Regions from separate parts of the Neogale vison genome. Here region 2 is linked to region 1. A link is a contact called in public Hi-C data. All regions are on one chromosome and are shown on one strand. Each heading gives the region's core, a stretch centred on a gene start, on an enhancer-like site or on the middle of the called end of the contact. The rest is flanking DNA. Distances are from core to core; before and after follow the strand shown. Region 1 holds the start of GLRX (glutaredoxin-1). Region 2 overlaps SPATA9 (spermatogenesis-associated protein 9).

Evidence for each region. Hi-C and Micro-C count contacts between places; a contact is called where the count stands out from the background.
Region 2: a Hi-C map of fibroblasts shows a contact between it and region 1, with 5 times the contacts expected there. The contact joins the enhancer-like site here to the promoter of GLRX in region 1. A contact is called at or near these places in 2 of 3 Hi-C or Micro-C datasets (fibroblasts and muscle).

The regions. Positions count from the first base shown.
Region 1 is chr1:197,506,578-197,513,964 of ASM_NN_V1, forward strand. It overlaps GLRX (glutaredoxin-1), which reads left to right and starts at 3,121. Exons shown (of 3, transcript XM_044265270.1): 1 at 3,121-3,536. The coding sequence starts at 3,330.
Region 2 is chr1:197,649,115-197,656,501 of ASM_NN_V1, forward strand. SPATA9 (spermatogenesis-associated protein 9) reads left to right here. Exons shown (of 5, transcript XM_044265307.1): 4 at 5,630-5,725. Among named protein-coding and RNA genes, the nearest start is that of SPATA9, 18 kb to the left of the region's middle. Within about 2 kb of position 3,992, the one cell type or tissue checked has open chromatin away from gene starts, as enhancers often do. A contact at or near this core is called in fibroblasts, where this site is marked.

The DNA.
Region 1 (7,387 bases), core at 1,871-4,370:
TTATTTAACAGACAGAGATCACAAGTAGGCAGAGAGGCAGGCAGAGAGAGAGAGCAGGGAGCCTGATTCGGGGCTCGATCCCAGGACCCTGAGATCATGACCTGAGCCGAAGGCAGAGGCTTTAACCCACTGAACCACCCAGGCGCCCCTGTTTTTGTTTTTTTTTTAATATGATTTTTTAATCCCTGCTGCTGAACCAATTTTTCAGCTTCATTTGGCCATCAATTCCTCCCATTCTGCTCTTTTGTGATCTTCTCCTGGAGCCGAGGCCTGGCCGTTTCAGCCATGCATACATATGGAAGAGAGAAGATTGGCTTCAGTTTCGGTCACACTGAGGCTAACACTTCTTAGGAATCCCCGGGAGGCTCTTCTCAGGAGGGAAAAGCTTTCCATTCCTGAGGCCTAGGAGAGAAGTCTAGATAAGAAAAATAAACGTGATACTCCTCGGCAAACAGGTGCTAACTGGAGCTACGTGGGCAGATGAACTCTTTCAAGGAGGGTGTGTACACAATGACAAAAGGATCAAGCCGGGCAAAATTCTTGAGCGAGAAATCTGAGACAGAATATCCAGAGATACGGGAAGAATTAAAAAAAAAAAAAAAAAGCAAGTTGCAAATGACCTTTTGAAGAAGAAAGCTTCAAGAGGAGACGGTGATCTATGTGGTCAAGTCCTACAAAAGGGGAAGTCAGGAAAAAGCCTGAAATATGTTCATGTGTGGCCAAATTTCCCCAGCCCTCATCAGCCTGTGGGTCCACTCGGGGGTCACACGAATAGTACCAGCCACCATTTCACACACATCACTGGCTCGGTGTCATTGCCAACCGTCTGCAGAGCAGGACCTCCACTCCCTGAAGAGAAGTCCTTGCTTCCCAGTATTTCTCTGAGTGCCTGGAAGAGCAGTGTCCAGGCCCAAGAAGAGGGCCCGTGTGCTTCTCCACACACACAAGCATCTGATATCCACCACACTTGGGGACCGGGCCTCCCCACAGCCCCCCTGAGATGCCCCCGAGATTAACGGGTTCCATCTCTTGAACTGCCAAAGCAACGTACCTTCATGATTCTGAGGCAGCAGAGTATTCTAAGCTCTGACCTGTTCCCTGAGCTGAAGCCACAGCATTTTCTGAGAAATGAAAAGGACACCCCCCTATTTGTCATCTGTTTGTGCTCCATGCCTCACAGAGTCCCTCAGGAAAATGCCTTCTCCAGGCCTGTGCCCATCTGTCCTAAGGCCTCAGACACCAGTCCATGGGGCTGAGCTGTGGAGCAGACCACAGAGTCTCCCCCTACCCCAGGCTCTGCCCTAGGTACCCAGACTCCCAGGGGACCCTGTGTGCCGAGTTCTTTCTGGAAGTTCACTCCACCAGTTTACCAAAAACTCCACACCCACACTTGTGCATTAGTCTCTCAGGACACCTGGCCACACAATGACTTAGCAAAAGAGTTTGGGCAGAAGAGCTGATAAGGAGGTCAGATTGCAATGCGGTGAGGAAAGAGTGGGAGGTGGAGAAACTACAGATGGCAATCGGCAAGGCAATCGGAACAGCTTGACACTTGACAGACACTTGGTTGTGGGGGAAAGGGCGTGGGCAGGAGAGCAGGGTCGAAGGAGATGAAAGGTGGTGGTTTTCAACCATGAGGGACTTGAACAGAGTTGCAACTGGCAAAAAAGAGCCCCAGAGAGGGGCAGGCGAACCCCAGGCAGTGGGAAGACAAAGGCTCTGAGGAAATAGCCAAGTACAAGGCCTGCCAATGAACCTTAGGCCAAGGGAACAGAAAGCGGCACCCCACTCCCCCTGGTCCCTGAAGAGACTGGGGGCCCCGGGGAGGAGCCTGGCCACAGGAGCAACAGCTAAAGGAAGGAAGTGGGTGGAAATGGTGAGAGGATCTGCTCTGTGCTTGGGCAGGAGGGACGTGAAGCCATGGGCTGGGCGGTTCCCAGCCCTGAGTGGGACAAGCTGCCTCAGGCCCCCAGCCCCTAAGCACATTCTTTTTGCTGACAGAGATCTCAGTAGCTCCCTCTCTGTGACTCAAAATCTGGGTTTCTCATTTTGCCATTTAATTTTAGTAATAGTTAGAGCTGCTTCTGGGAGTCCATCTTCTTCCCTCTGTGGATCGTACGATGCCAGAAATTCCGCTGACATGACAATCCAAGGAAGGGTCCCTCGCTGGCCCTAGCCCTATCCCTCCTGAAAGAGTTTCAGTGTAAAACTTCTTGCAGAAAAGAAGGACTCACTTTTAAAGGTGGTGTTTCTTGGATTGTTTGATTTAACTGACTGTAAACCGGGGGGGTCAGAACTGAACCTAGAACAGAAGACTGCTCCCCACCCCCACCAGGGACTGTGGGCCATGCAGGGGAGAACATCACAGTTTCCAGTGCCACAGACCCTGCTTGAGGTGAATGCAGTAGCCAAGTTATTACACCACTTCATTCCCAAATACAGAAAACAAAGGGGCACAAATGGAGGGTTAAACAGAGAAAAAGACCCTCCTTGAACCTGCAGTTTGAAATCGGGGTGTGTGTTGGAATCTGCCTTCATGGTAAACTGATGTTCAGAGGTCCCAAATTCAAATGCTTATGGCCCTAAAGCAGCAGGTGTCTGGGAAGACAGGAGCTAGCCCGGGGCCTATAGCAAATGGGAGCCACTCCCATCCTTCCCTAGGAGAGGGTGCTGCCACAAGTCAGTGTGACCCAGCTTTTCAGAAAGAGGTTGCAAGACCAGATCCTTCTGGGAAATCTCCAGGTTTTTAAGGATTGGGAACTAATTCCATTAAAGTAATCACAACCACAAACCACCCATCCACCGGGCCAACCCAAATGCCCAGGGAGCCACATTAAGATGGAGGCAAAGTCCCAATTTCAGTTTCACTTCCTCTGAGGGGATTTCCATGTTTCATGAGTGATTCTGTTTCCACGTGAACATGGGTGAGTCTGAGAGGGAAACCAAAGACTGGACTCCTAAGAAGTCACTGCTGGCTCAGCCCTCTCCCGGGGGGCTGGTCTGCACACTGGATGCTTCCCCGAAGGGCGCTTTAACTACACTCTCTGCCAAAGGGCGGGTGCTCCTGGAAAAGCTGAGGACAACGCCGACACCCTGGACATAGCTATTGATGAACAACAAGTATGCCAACCTCGGCATCTCCAGCTGGTGAATCATACCAGGCTGAAATGACATTGGAGCTGTCTCTTTAAAACCCCAGCACGCGCCGGGGCAAACTCCTCCTCCGGGGAGGTTCCTTTAAATGCGAGCCAGCTGGCCCAGCCACCGCTTTACACCCCAGCGGTACCGGCAATTGAGGATTCCTCCCCAGGAGGTAGCCGCCTGTCAGTATGGCTCAAGAGTTCGTGAACAGCAAAATCCAGCCCGGGAAGGTGGTCGTGTTCATCAAGCCCACCTGCCCCTACTGCAGAAGGACCCAGGAGCTCCTCAGCGAGCTGCCCTTCAAACAAGGGCTTTTGGAATTTGTCGATATCACGGCCACCAGTGACACAAGCAAGATTCAAGACTATTTGGAAACGCTCACAGGAGCCAGAACGGTGAGTTCTCAAAGGCTGGGCGAAGGGTTCTCAGATTCCCTTTTCTTGTGGGGGCTGTGCAGGGGATCCGCCTGTGCCTTTCTCTAGGACACCGCTAGGGCTCCCTCACTCAAGGCGCCACCGGAGGGCTCTGCAGGGTGGGGGAGGGTGACGAAGAGAAGACACTGCTGCTCAGGGGACCGGGCAGCTGGGCTGCAGCCAGAGGTCCTCGCAGACTCTGTGCCGTGCAACGGCTCTGCGGGCCCAGCAGCTGTCCGAGAGTGGGTGAGCTATCTGGAGTCTTTGTTTCAAGCACTGCTGGGAAATGACAGTTTACAGCTTGCAGGGCTGGGGTTGGAAGGTGGGCTACAGGGTCCCTGGGTGACCTGTGCGTTTCTGTTACTGAACGCAGGAATCCTATGCACTCTTTCTTCTGGGTTCACCTGGCCAAGCAGGATTTGCTGTCCTTCAATCTTTTCTCTAAGCTTGCTTTAACCATATAACCCAATTAGCTCATTCTTCCTTATCTTATCTAACTCCACCCACTGGAAGAATCTAAAGGATCCTGATCTGCCCCTTCTTCTCTGAGATGCTTCTCGGCCTGGCCTGTGCTAGTAGGGAGTCCAGGGGCCAGAGTTCCAGCATGGCTCTCACAAGGGCTTGCAGTGTGATCCTGTAAGACACCACCTAGGTGATCCTCAAGGACCTCCCCCTATGCAAGACCAGACAAGAGCAAGAGAGCAAGGGACCACTAAGTCCCCTTCACTCTCAATAGACTGTGAGCCCCTCTAAGAACTGCTTTTCTCTACCTAAAAAGGCTTCCTCTGCCTCGGCACCCTCAGCTTCTGGAGCGGTGGCCAGCCAGCTTGCCTGAGTCCTCTGGTGCTGGGTGGGCTAGGGGCCGGCCCCCCAGCTCACCCCAGCCCGCCTCAGGATGCACGTTCTTGGATACAGCGTTTGCAGAAGCACATATCCTGCTTTGGTCTGTGTTGGACTGAAGGTTTCTGTCTGGGTTCCGGGCATAAAGCACCGGAGGCTGTTTCTCCTTGCTTCTCCAGTCACAGACCAGTATTTTGGCACAGATGGAGGCTAAACCTGTTACCCTATTGCTTCCAGGGCCCCAGCTGTGAGCTGAGGACTCCAGTGTCAGAGGGGTCCTGCAGCAGAGAACACAGTGGTCAGAGGCTCCTGCTGTCCACATCCTGAGAGCCAAAGGGCAGGGCAGATGCTGCCAAGGACCCCGCTGGGACCCCTCTCAGTCAGTGGCTCCTAAAGCTTGCTGCACATTGGCACTATGGGGAGCTTTTTAAGAAATCTGGATGCTCAAACCATTCTCCATATCAGTTAAATCAGAGTTGGGAGCCAGGCATCAATAGTTTTAAAGATCCCCAGATCAAAGGGTACAATCTCTGAGTCATAAGACAGGGAAATTCTAAGGACCTAGTGGACAGCAAGATAACTAGTTAATAATACTGTATTCTTGAAGTTGGCTCTGGAGGAGATCTTACGTGTCCTTGCCACACAGAGACAAAAGTTAACTATGGAAGGTGATGGGTCTGTTAATTAACTTGATTGTGGTGATCATTTAAAAATGTGTATGTATATCAAATCATAGTATTGTAGATCTTACGTATATACAGATTTGTCAATTATACCCTAACGAGGCTGGAAAATAATAGTTCCTTTCCTACCAAAAGAAAAAAAAAAAAAAGATCCCCAAGTAATTCCAACACGGAATAAATTTTGAGAATTCCTTGTCAGCCTGGTAATATTTCTTCTTTAGAGGGGGAAACCTCTTCATGCATTCATTTGGCACATTTTTTCCCCTCTCTCTCCACAAAGCAAAAATTTGTCTTCTAGTCTTTTAAGTTTGTTTCTGAATTCTTAAAAAGACCTTTCACAGGTTCTTGAGCCTGAATGCATTCCTTCAAGGGGAAGAACAGATCCTTTCATGGGGTCTTCAGGTTCCCTCCCAAGGAAGGGTTTACATCTGAAGAAACAAGAGACTTGGAAGTCGTTGCTCTTACTTCCCTGTAATGACCTATGGTGATGGGCACATAGTAGGAGCCCAGCGGGACCTGACTGATTCCAGAAACTTATGTCTTCAGTCAGACCGTGTACTTAAAGAAATACGGCCAAATCTCGTAGATCAGTACCTTCATTTATTCTCTCTCTCCTGCTCTTCCTTTATGTAGTTCTGAGTTTCTGACCCATATCATATTCCTTCTCTTTAAAGAACTTCTTTGAACATTTTCTGCAAGGCAGCTCTGTTGGCAACAAATTTCCTCAAATTTTGCTTGTGTGTGAAAGTAATTTCTCCTTCGCCTGGGAAGAATAATTTTGTTGGGTGCAGCAGTTTTTTTAAGCACCTATGACCTATCAGAGCACTTTCCCGGACATTGGAAAATCGCCAGGAACCAAACAAAAACTCTTGCCTTTGAGGAATTTACATTCTAGTAAACACAAAAAGTAAAACGGTTTGTTGGAAGGTGGTCAGTGCTAAGTGCTAAAGAGAAAAAACTAGGTAGGAAAGGGAGGTGGACACTTGGCAGCAAGGGCCAGTTTCAAATGAAGCCATCAGCACCTCACTGATTTTAGATCTCTGATGATGGTGAGAGAGCAATGAGGGCAGAAATTTCGCGGTACAGTGTTCCAGGCAGTGGAAGGAGTGAGTGTAGAGGTCCTGTGGTAGAAGTGTGCCTGGCAGGGAGGCTTGCGCGGAGGGAGCATCATAAATCAGTAGGAAAGTAGGAGGAGATGAGGTTGAAGAGGTAATGGTGAGGGCTGCGAAGGCTTCTCAAGCTGTTACAAGGACCTGTGAAGTGGCTTGTGAAGTGTAATGTGATTCCACTGAAGAGTCTAGAGCAGAAGCGTAACCCAAACTGACTCTGAAAAGGGCCATGGCTGTGGGGAAAAGTGAGTGCCGGAAAGCCAGCCTGAGGTCTGAAGCTGGGAGACACCTGGAGGCTATAGCAGTCACTCAAATGAAAATTAGTGTGGCCTGTACCTGGGCATAGCCAGGGATGGGGTGAAGAGTTTGGGAAATAGCTGAGTCCTTGGCTCCGAGCGAGCACCCTGGAGTATAGGAGAAGCTGCCTAGTGGGGCCAGGGCTGGAGAAAGGTATGCCAGGCCGGTCCAGGCCCCAGGATCAGAAAGCTTGTTTTTATGATGGCAAATGTCTTCCTGCTCCTTGACCATAAGAGACTCTCAGGTTCCTGGAAGGGGTGCTGGGGCCAGGCGGGGAGGACACAGGGCACGTGCTCCTTCATCCTTCCTCAGCTAGGATCAAGAGGTAGCCGCTGGGTCCTCACAGTTCCCCACATGGCCCTGTGCAGCCTGTGGTCCACCTCCTTTCAGAGGTTCCAGGAACTGCCCTGCTGGAAGCGGTTTTGCTGTTGCCTAGCCTAGAGGGTGGGCGGGAGGGCAGGGGGCCTCTCAGCTCTCAGGCACACCAGCCTCTTTGCCAGGTGGGGTCTAAGAAGAGGACTCCTTGCTCTTCAGGGCACCCTCTCCAACTAATTCAAACCCTCTCAGCCCACAGCCCAGCCGAAGGTGACCATCACTCAGTTCTTTTAGAAAATACAGATGTTCAAGAGTGAATACATCTCCTCCTTGTTTAAAGCTCGGAAGATTTGGGGGCACCTGGGTTCTTGGTTTCAGCTCAGGTCAAGATCTCAGGGTCATGGGATCCAGCCCTGCTCGGGGTCCGTGCTTGGCAAGGAGCCTGTTCGAGATTCTTTCCCCCTTTCTCTACCCCCAACCCCCGTCCCTCCCCCGACACATGTGTTTGCTCTCTGTCAAATAAATACACAAATAAAGCTCAGATGATTCCTACTTCACTAGGCTATGCCTTTAATAGAAGGAGCCTTGC
Region 2 (7,387 bases), core at 2,742-5,241, 140 kb after region 1:
GTGTTAGTGGAGTATAGCAAGTTCGTGATCAGTGTGTGCAAAGTGTACTATGGAAACATCAACAAGCGGCATAGAATTCCACAGAATAGTCAGTGTTGGCTTTCTAGACGATAATACTGGATCTTGAGAGAGGAGATATTAGCCAGGTGAAGAAGTAGGAGAATTATCCCTGGAAGTGAACAAGTAATTAAGATATTGAGGTCAGAGAGAGCATAACTTATTTAGGAAATGTAAGCAGTTCCATATGGCTAGAGTGAGACAAGTGGGAACAGTCTCAGATCAGAGATCCCAGGGTCCTTGAGGGTTAGGAATGAGAAATAAGCTTCACTCAGATGATACGTATTAGCTAGGGTGGAGAATCAGAATCACTACTAAGAGGAATTACATTATAGTGAAGATAATGGCCCAGAGAGTCAAAGAACAACAGAGTAATTAAGAGATGTGGCAGAGGTCAATGGATTGGTCTGTGAATGGAACTTTCCAGAGTACCAGTGTAGCAGAGAGATAAGTGGCATAACCTGAGGGAGCTACATCAGCCCTGGTACATACAGTGCTTGGCTGTCTTCCCACAGTGACAGAGTTTCGCTCACCCAGAGTGGATTCCAGCATGAATTCCTTCAAGGATTGTCAGGCTGCCTTTGTCAAAGTGGAGCTTTCTGGTGTGCAGAAGTAAAAAAAAAAAAAAAAAAAAAAGTGAAATCTGAAATTGCCAATGCAAGGGGAATATGCTTTGTAGATGCATGGAGGACATCACTTTATGTAGGAAGGTAAGCAGCCTACTTAACCTATGGGGAGGTATTAACGATCCTGATCTTCATATGTCTGACTTGTCACTGATCTGAGAATAATTAATGATAGGAAGATACATTTGTACATAGAGCACCTTAAATGGTTCTACCAAAACTCTGTTGGATATTATGTAACTGGGGATGCCAGTCAGGCAGTTTACTCATTCAGGAACAGGTAATAGAGGAGCATTTTCATTAGGACACTACCTATGTCTAGGATAGTATGTCAGCCCTCTAAAGTGGTCTGAGATGAAGCATACAGTAATAGTCTCCTCAAGATAATTAGAATATGAATGTTGTTACAGGAGGTCCTGGACAGTATGACCAGGCCTTTCTGATTATATACTCAGCCCTAGAGCAAGTCCTATTTATGTTAGCATATTCAAAGATATTGAGCCCGATATGAATTATCCAAAGACCCAACTGATACAAGCGACCTGAAGAGATCCAAGGGCTTGTTGTAACATGAGCATAGTTGGAGTTGGTCTTCTCCAGCTTGATAAAAGAGACTTCCATTGCACCTGTCTTCACGGGTGCTGAGTCGGGTTGTTTCTCAAATCCTTCCAGTTTATGCAGCACTGAGATTATAGCAAGTTATCTGCTATTTCTAAAAGGGCCTCAGGAATGGAAAACTCTGGTTAGATCATTTCTCGGTGGTTTTCAACAACCCCAGCATCAGTATTTACAGAATGGTGCATCTGCTTAGCCTTATGAGCTGTCTGGATGAGTAAAGCTTACAGCTGCTCTAGGCTGCAGTGACCTAGATAATCCAGCCTGAATGCTGACTTCAGCCAAGACACGTCAGCTCCCAGACATAGTTGTTGACTTTGGCAGGGCAATGCAGGGCCACAGGAGCTCTTGCTATGATAGAATCTTCCTTATATATGTCACAATCCTCCTTATAATGGCATGGGAGATGACTATTTATCCTTGGTACAGGCACTGTGAAGTGGTGTAGGCCAGATACGGGCAGAAGTGAAGAAAACCCTCACCATCTACAGTGCCTATGACTTATGTGGATCCCAGTGCACTTGTGCTCCCTTTTTTAGGAAGAAGATCAGGTATTTTTCCAAGTATAATTTCTTCCTCACCCCCAGCACTTCAATGTAGACTGGGATTTAAACTCAAACATCACATATTTTGTGTAAAAAAATATATGTAAACCTCAAAAACATCAGGAGCTTCTACAGGTCCTGGATGGGCCTGCCATGAGGTTATCTTGGGTGGTATAATTCAAGAGCTGGGGGAAAAGGACAATTCCTAGAAAGTAGAATCCCTGGAATCTTGATGACATAACTTCTCCAGGTCGGCCAAGAGGTTGGGCCATTTGAACTTTTATAGGACCTTCTGAGTAAGAGCTTATTCAAGAACAGTGTTCCGCAGGATAGTAATAGGCGTCTCTGTCTATATGAAGTCAAATAATTTTCTTTACTTTGGACTGCTAGGCATCCTTCCTGGGTTCTTGAGTACTGTGAGTGTTTCAAACAAAGACAGAGTCATGTAACTTTTCCAAACCTACAGGAAATACTTTCTTCTGGGCCTATTAACCAGTCATTGCTCCTTGCAACACTTACTTGTGAATCACTGAGTTAAAGTTTCTCTATTATTTCCCCTAGTATCCTTTGAACAACATAACCTAAGTTGGGCCTTAAGGTTGATTCTTCAACCTTTAACCTTTAAGTCATCTCTAAGTGGATCTTTATTATTTTCTAAACTGCTTATAGTTTGCTTTTTTTGTGATTTATTTCAATTTTAACGAAAATAAGATAAGCACAGATACTTCTTTTATGAGATGAGGCAGTCAAAATTATATGACAGAGATGGAACTCAAAATTATGTCAAAGGAATTTTGTTAAAGATTGAAATGCTTTTACTGTTGAGATACCCATATAGCTGAGATGTTATTATGAGTATATAACACATCCACATATCTTATATATACACACATATTAATATTAAAAATTTGGGATGCCTGGGTGGCTCAGTGGGTTAAAGCCTCTGCCTTCAGCTCGGGTCATGATTCCAGGGTCCTGGGATCGAGCCCCGCATCGGGCTCTCTGCTCAGCAGGGAGCCTGCTTCCTCCTCTGTCTCTCTGCCTGCCTCTCTGCCTACTTGTGATCTCTGTCTGTCAAATAAATAAACAAAATCTTTAAAAAAAAATTCAAGAAAGGAGTATATGGCCATAATATTGATATCAAGATTCTTTAAACTTAAATATTCAAAAAATTAATATAAGTTTAAATAAATTTTTGTAATTGGTTGAGATGATCTAAATACAACTTTTGATTTACAAATTTCTCCTATTTATTTATAATTTTTTAATTTTTTAATAAACATATAATGTATTATTAGCCCCAGGGGTACAGGTTCGTGAATTGCCAGGTTTACACACTTCACAGCACTTACCATAGCACATACTCTCCCCAATGTCCGTAACCCCACCATCCTCTCCTTATCCTCCTCCCCCTGGCAACACTCGTTGTTTTTTTTTTTTAATCATATTTTGGGGTTTTTTTTGTTTTATCATATACTATTCCTGCTTGTAGCAAGCCAAAAATGAAACAGTGTGGTTTATAATATGAAAAACATGTATTGGAAGTAGGTCATGAAATTGAAAAATGGCTACTTGCCAGGAGCCACATAAATTTTGGAGGAAATGCATTTTCTATAGGAATGATTTGTTACAGGAATAGCAAGTATTTATTAAAAGCATTAAAATGGTGTTTTTGTTTTTGTTTTTTTTTTAAGATTTTTATTTATTTATTTGACAGACAGAGATCACAAGTAGGTAGAGAGGCAGGCAGAGAGAGAGAGAGAGAGGAGGAAGCAGGCTCCCCGATGAGCAGAGAGCCCGACGCGGGACTCGATCCCGGGACCCCGAGATCATGACCCGAGCCGAAGGCAGCGGCTTAACCCGTTGAGCCACCCAGGCGCAAAACAAAACAAAACAAAAACAAAAACAAAAACTCTAAAAAAAAAAATAAATAAATAAAAATAAAAGCATTAAAATGGTGAAAAAGTGACCTTAGGCAATATCAGATTCATCATTCAGAAGTGTAACATATGTCAGATATATAGTTTATTTTGAAACTTTGAAAAATAATCAGTTTTAATTACCTCAGGTGAAGGGCAAAATGCGAAAAAAAGATGCGGTGAAATAGAAACAGAGTAATTTCTCATGCATGCAGACGCCACTTTTATTTTTATTGTATATGGCCTACCAGTTATTGGATATGGACTTCCCACTGTACATCCATATATTCACAAACTCATGAATCTTTTACTTTCCTAGGAGGCATTTTGTTGGGAGTATATCTGCTTTCTTTCCCAACATCTGCACTCTACTTATCTGTTTGTCTCCTTGTAGCCTAACAGTGAGATGCAAAAGCATACTATCAGTTTGATTCTTCTAGCAAGAGGGAAAGAGCAGCAACTGCTTTAGTTCCTGGAAACTCTTTTCAGAAGCCAGGAACTCTGGGAAATTTCCAGACCAGCTTATGGAGAGAGTGGGCTAAAAGTGCCCATCCCTATTCCCCTATCTAGGAATCAGTAGGGCCTGAAAGACAGGAAATAAGAAGGAATGCCTCCCTGCCCTACTCCTGCCCTCCACCCCTCCCCGCCCTGCACTGCTCCCCACACTCCATCTCTTTGCTGATCGGCTAGATAGTATTCTTGGCTTTAGCATTCCATTAATCGCTTAAGAGAAAAGAAGGTCAGTGGTGATGGGCGCTTTGTTCTTCATTCAGCAGTGGCAGCAGTAAGCAAAAACTGAATATACTGCAACAGGCACTTAAAACCCAGTGCCATACAAACGTTTGTTCAATAAAATGTTATGAGGCATTCTTCAGAAGCACCTTTTAAGAGGCTGTAATACGCCATTGAGTGGATATTGCTTAATTTACCTAACTATTCTGCTATCAATTGTTTCCATTTTTCAGGGTCATAAGTAACTTTACACATACATACTGTTCTTTCTAGTTTGTGTGCATTTTTACTGTGCATTTACATGATTTTATTAGCTGCAGCCTGTACCTTCAGGAGTTATTGAAGCCATTGAGTGTCTTGGCACATACTTCAGAGGAGCATGGCTAACTGCCACTTCACTGCTGAATGGGAAGGGAATGTTTTTCCCAATGCCCTCCTTTCATATCCTACTCAAGGCAACAGAGGTGACCTAGAAGAGAGAATGATTCCCCTAAACTAAACATATTGTTGTTTGAGGCAGAGACACCTATTACCAGAAACTAAAAACCTCTGAGAGACAAACTCATTTTTGGTGTAAACCTCTGTTTCAAAGAAGCATGCTGATGTGAATGCAGAGCATTTCCTGAAGCTTAATGTTCACCTAAGGTTAATGCTGGCCTTCAGCAGTCTCATGATTAACATTTCCAATCAGGTCATTAATCTGCAAGAAATGCTTTGTATTTCGATTACTGTTTGCTTAATGAAGAAGAGAAAAATTTAGTAAAGGATGATTACATGAATTTGAACAAAGAAAAGACTGTTTTTTTAATATGCACAGTGGCACCCCCTAGTGAGCACACTTGTTAAATGTAAAAAAGTTAAAGTAATTTAGATTTTGGAAATGCAAGTTTTTTTATTGATCTTTCATAAGTTTTAATAGATCTGTCATAGCAAAAGAAAGTACCTTTTTGTAAAAATAAATAAATAAATAAACCAATATATTTTCAGAATGTGAAAAAAACCAAGATAGACCCAGCAGATAACTTTCTTTAGAAAGAAATATTTAAATTCTCATTTTACAGTAATATTTTAAAATTTAACATTGTAACACTGAAAACTTTTATTGTAATTAGAAAACTCTTTTTTGTTTTCGCAGGTCAGAAGGGGTTCTTTGTTTGAAATCATTTCTTTTCCGGCAAAGACTGCTTTAACTAGCATAATATGTGCTTCATATGCAGCACTAATTTACCTGGTAAGTTAAGAAAATTATTAGAATCTAGGTATAAATGTACTTATTTCATGTAATGTTAAAGATAGATACATAGGAAATTCATAAACCAAGGTACTGTCCTCTTGTACACAAAATAATTTTACATTAGAAATTTACTTTTCTAAAAAAATTACTCTTCTGAGGTAAACTCATTCCATTTCTGAGGCAAGTCAGTCCATCAAAACCAAATTTACTTGAATAAAATTATTTTTATAAAGTTTATAATTATTTGGTCAAAACATTTTGGTTTTATTTTCACAGCTATGGTGGTTTTGTTTAAGCCATTGTGCCATGGTTGGCTAAAGTTCAGTATTCCGTCATTTAAGTCTATGATATTGGGGAACACAAATATTAGTGTACTTTGAATTACAAGTTCTGTAATTCAAAGTGTTCATTACAAAGTGTGACAGAAGGAGCGCCTGGGTAGCTCAGTTGGTTAAGCATCCAACTCTTGATTTCAGCTCAGGTCATGATCTCAGGGTATTGAAATCGAGCCCCACATAAAGGCTCGCACCAAGTATGGAGCCTGCTTGGGATTCTCTCACTCTCCCTTTACTCTTCCACTGCCTTTCACAAATGTACTTTCTATCTCTCTCAAAATTAAATTAAAATAAAATAAAAACAAAGTGTGATAAAAATATAAAGGATTTTATAAATTATAAGGGGTTATTTTCTTTTACTCCATTGCTATTTATACTTACCTCTCAGTTTTTTTTTCAAAAAAGTATAATGCAGAGAGAAAAGTACACAACTTGATGAATTATCACAAAATCTATCTATCACACACATCAAGAAACAAAATGTAACCTCCATTCTAGAAACCTCTTTCTCACTTCCTTCAGTCATGAACCTCTTCTATAAAGGGTAACCACTATTTTGACTTCAAATACCATAGACGGTTTAAATTGTATATATATTAAATAATATACTATATATTCTTTTGTATTTGTCTTTTTTTGCTCAGTTGCCATTAATGAGATTCATTCATTGCCTACATCAATAGTTTGTTGGTTTTCATTGTTGTGTAGAATTTCATTGATTGAATACATAAATAATTCAATATATATCCTATATATATGTTACTATCCACACTATGGTTGAAGTTTTATATTATTTACAGTTTTGGCAACTGTGAATATGCTTTCTATGAATATTCTTGTACATATGTTTTAGTAATATTTCTGAACCACAGAATATGTAGGTATTCATCTCTAGTAGATACTGCCCAGTAGCTGCTATTGTCTGTCTTTTCCATTTTAGCCATTCTTGTGAGTATGTAGTATTATCACATTGTGCTTGAATTTACATTTCCTTGATTATTAATCAGACTGAGTTCCTTTTATACATTAAGCAGACATTGGGATTTTTTGTGAATTTCTGTTAAAGTCTCTTCTGTTTTTCTATTCTACCTTTTTTATTATTGATTTCTACTTTTAAAATATACTCTAGGCATAAACCCTCTTTTGGTTATTTCTTTTATTCTGTGACTTTCTTTTGCCCTTTTAGCAGTATCTTTAAACCAGACTATTTTAGTTTTAATTTTGTCCAATGTATTAATCTTTTCTTTATGTTAGGTGCTTTTTAGATCTTAATTAGGGCAGCTTGACCTATATCCAAGGTCATGAAATTGTTCCCTCTGATATA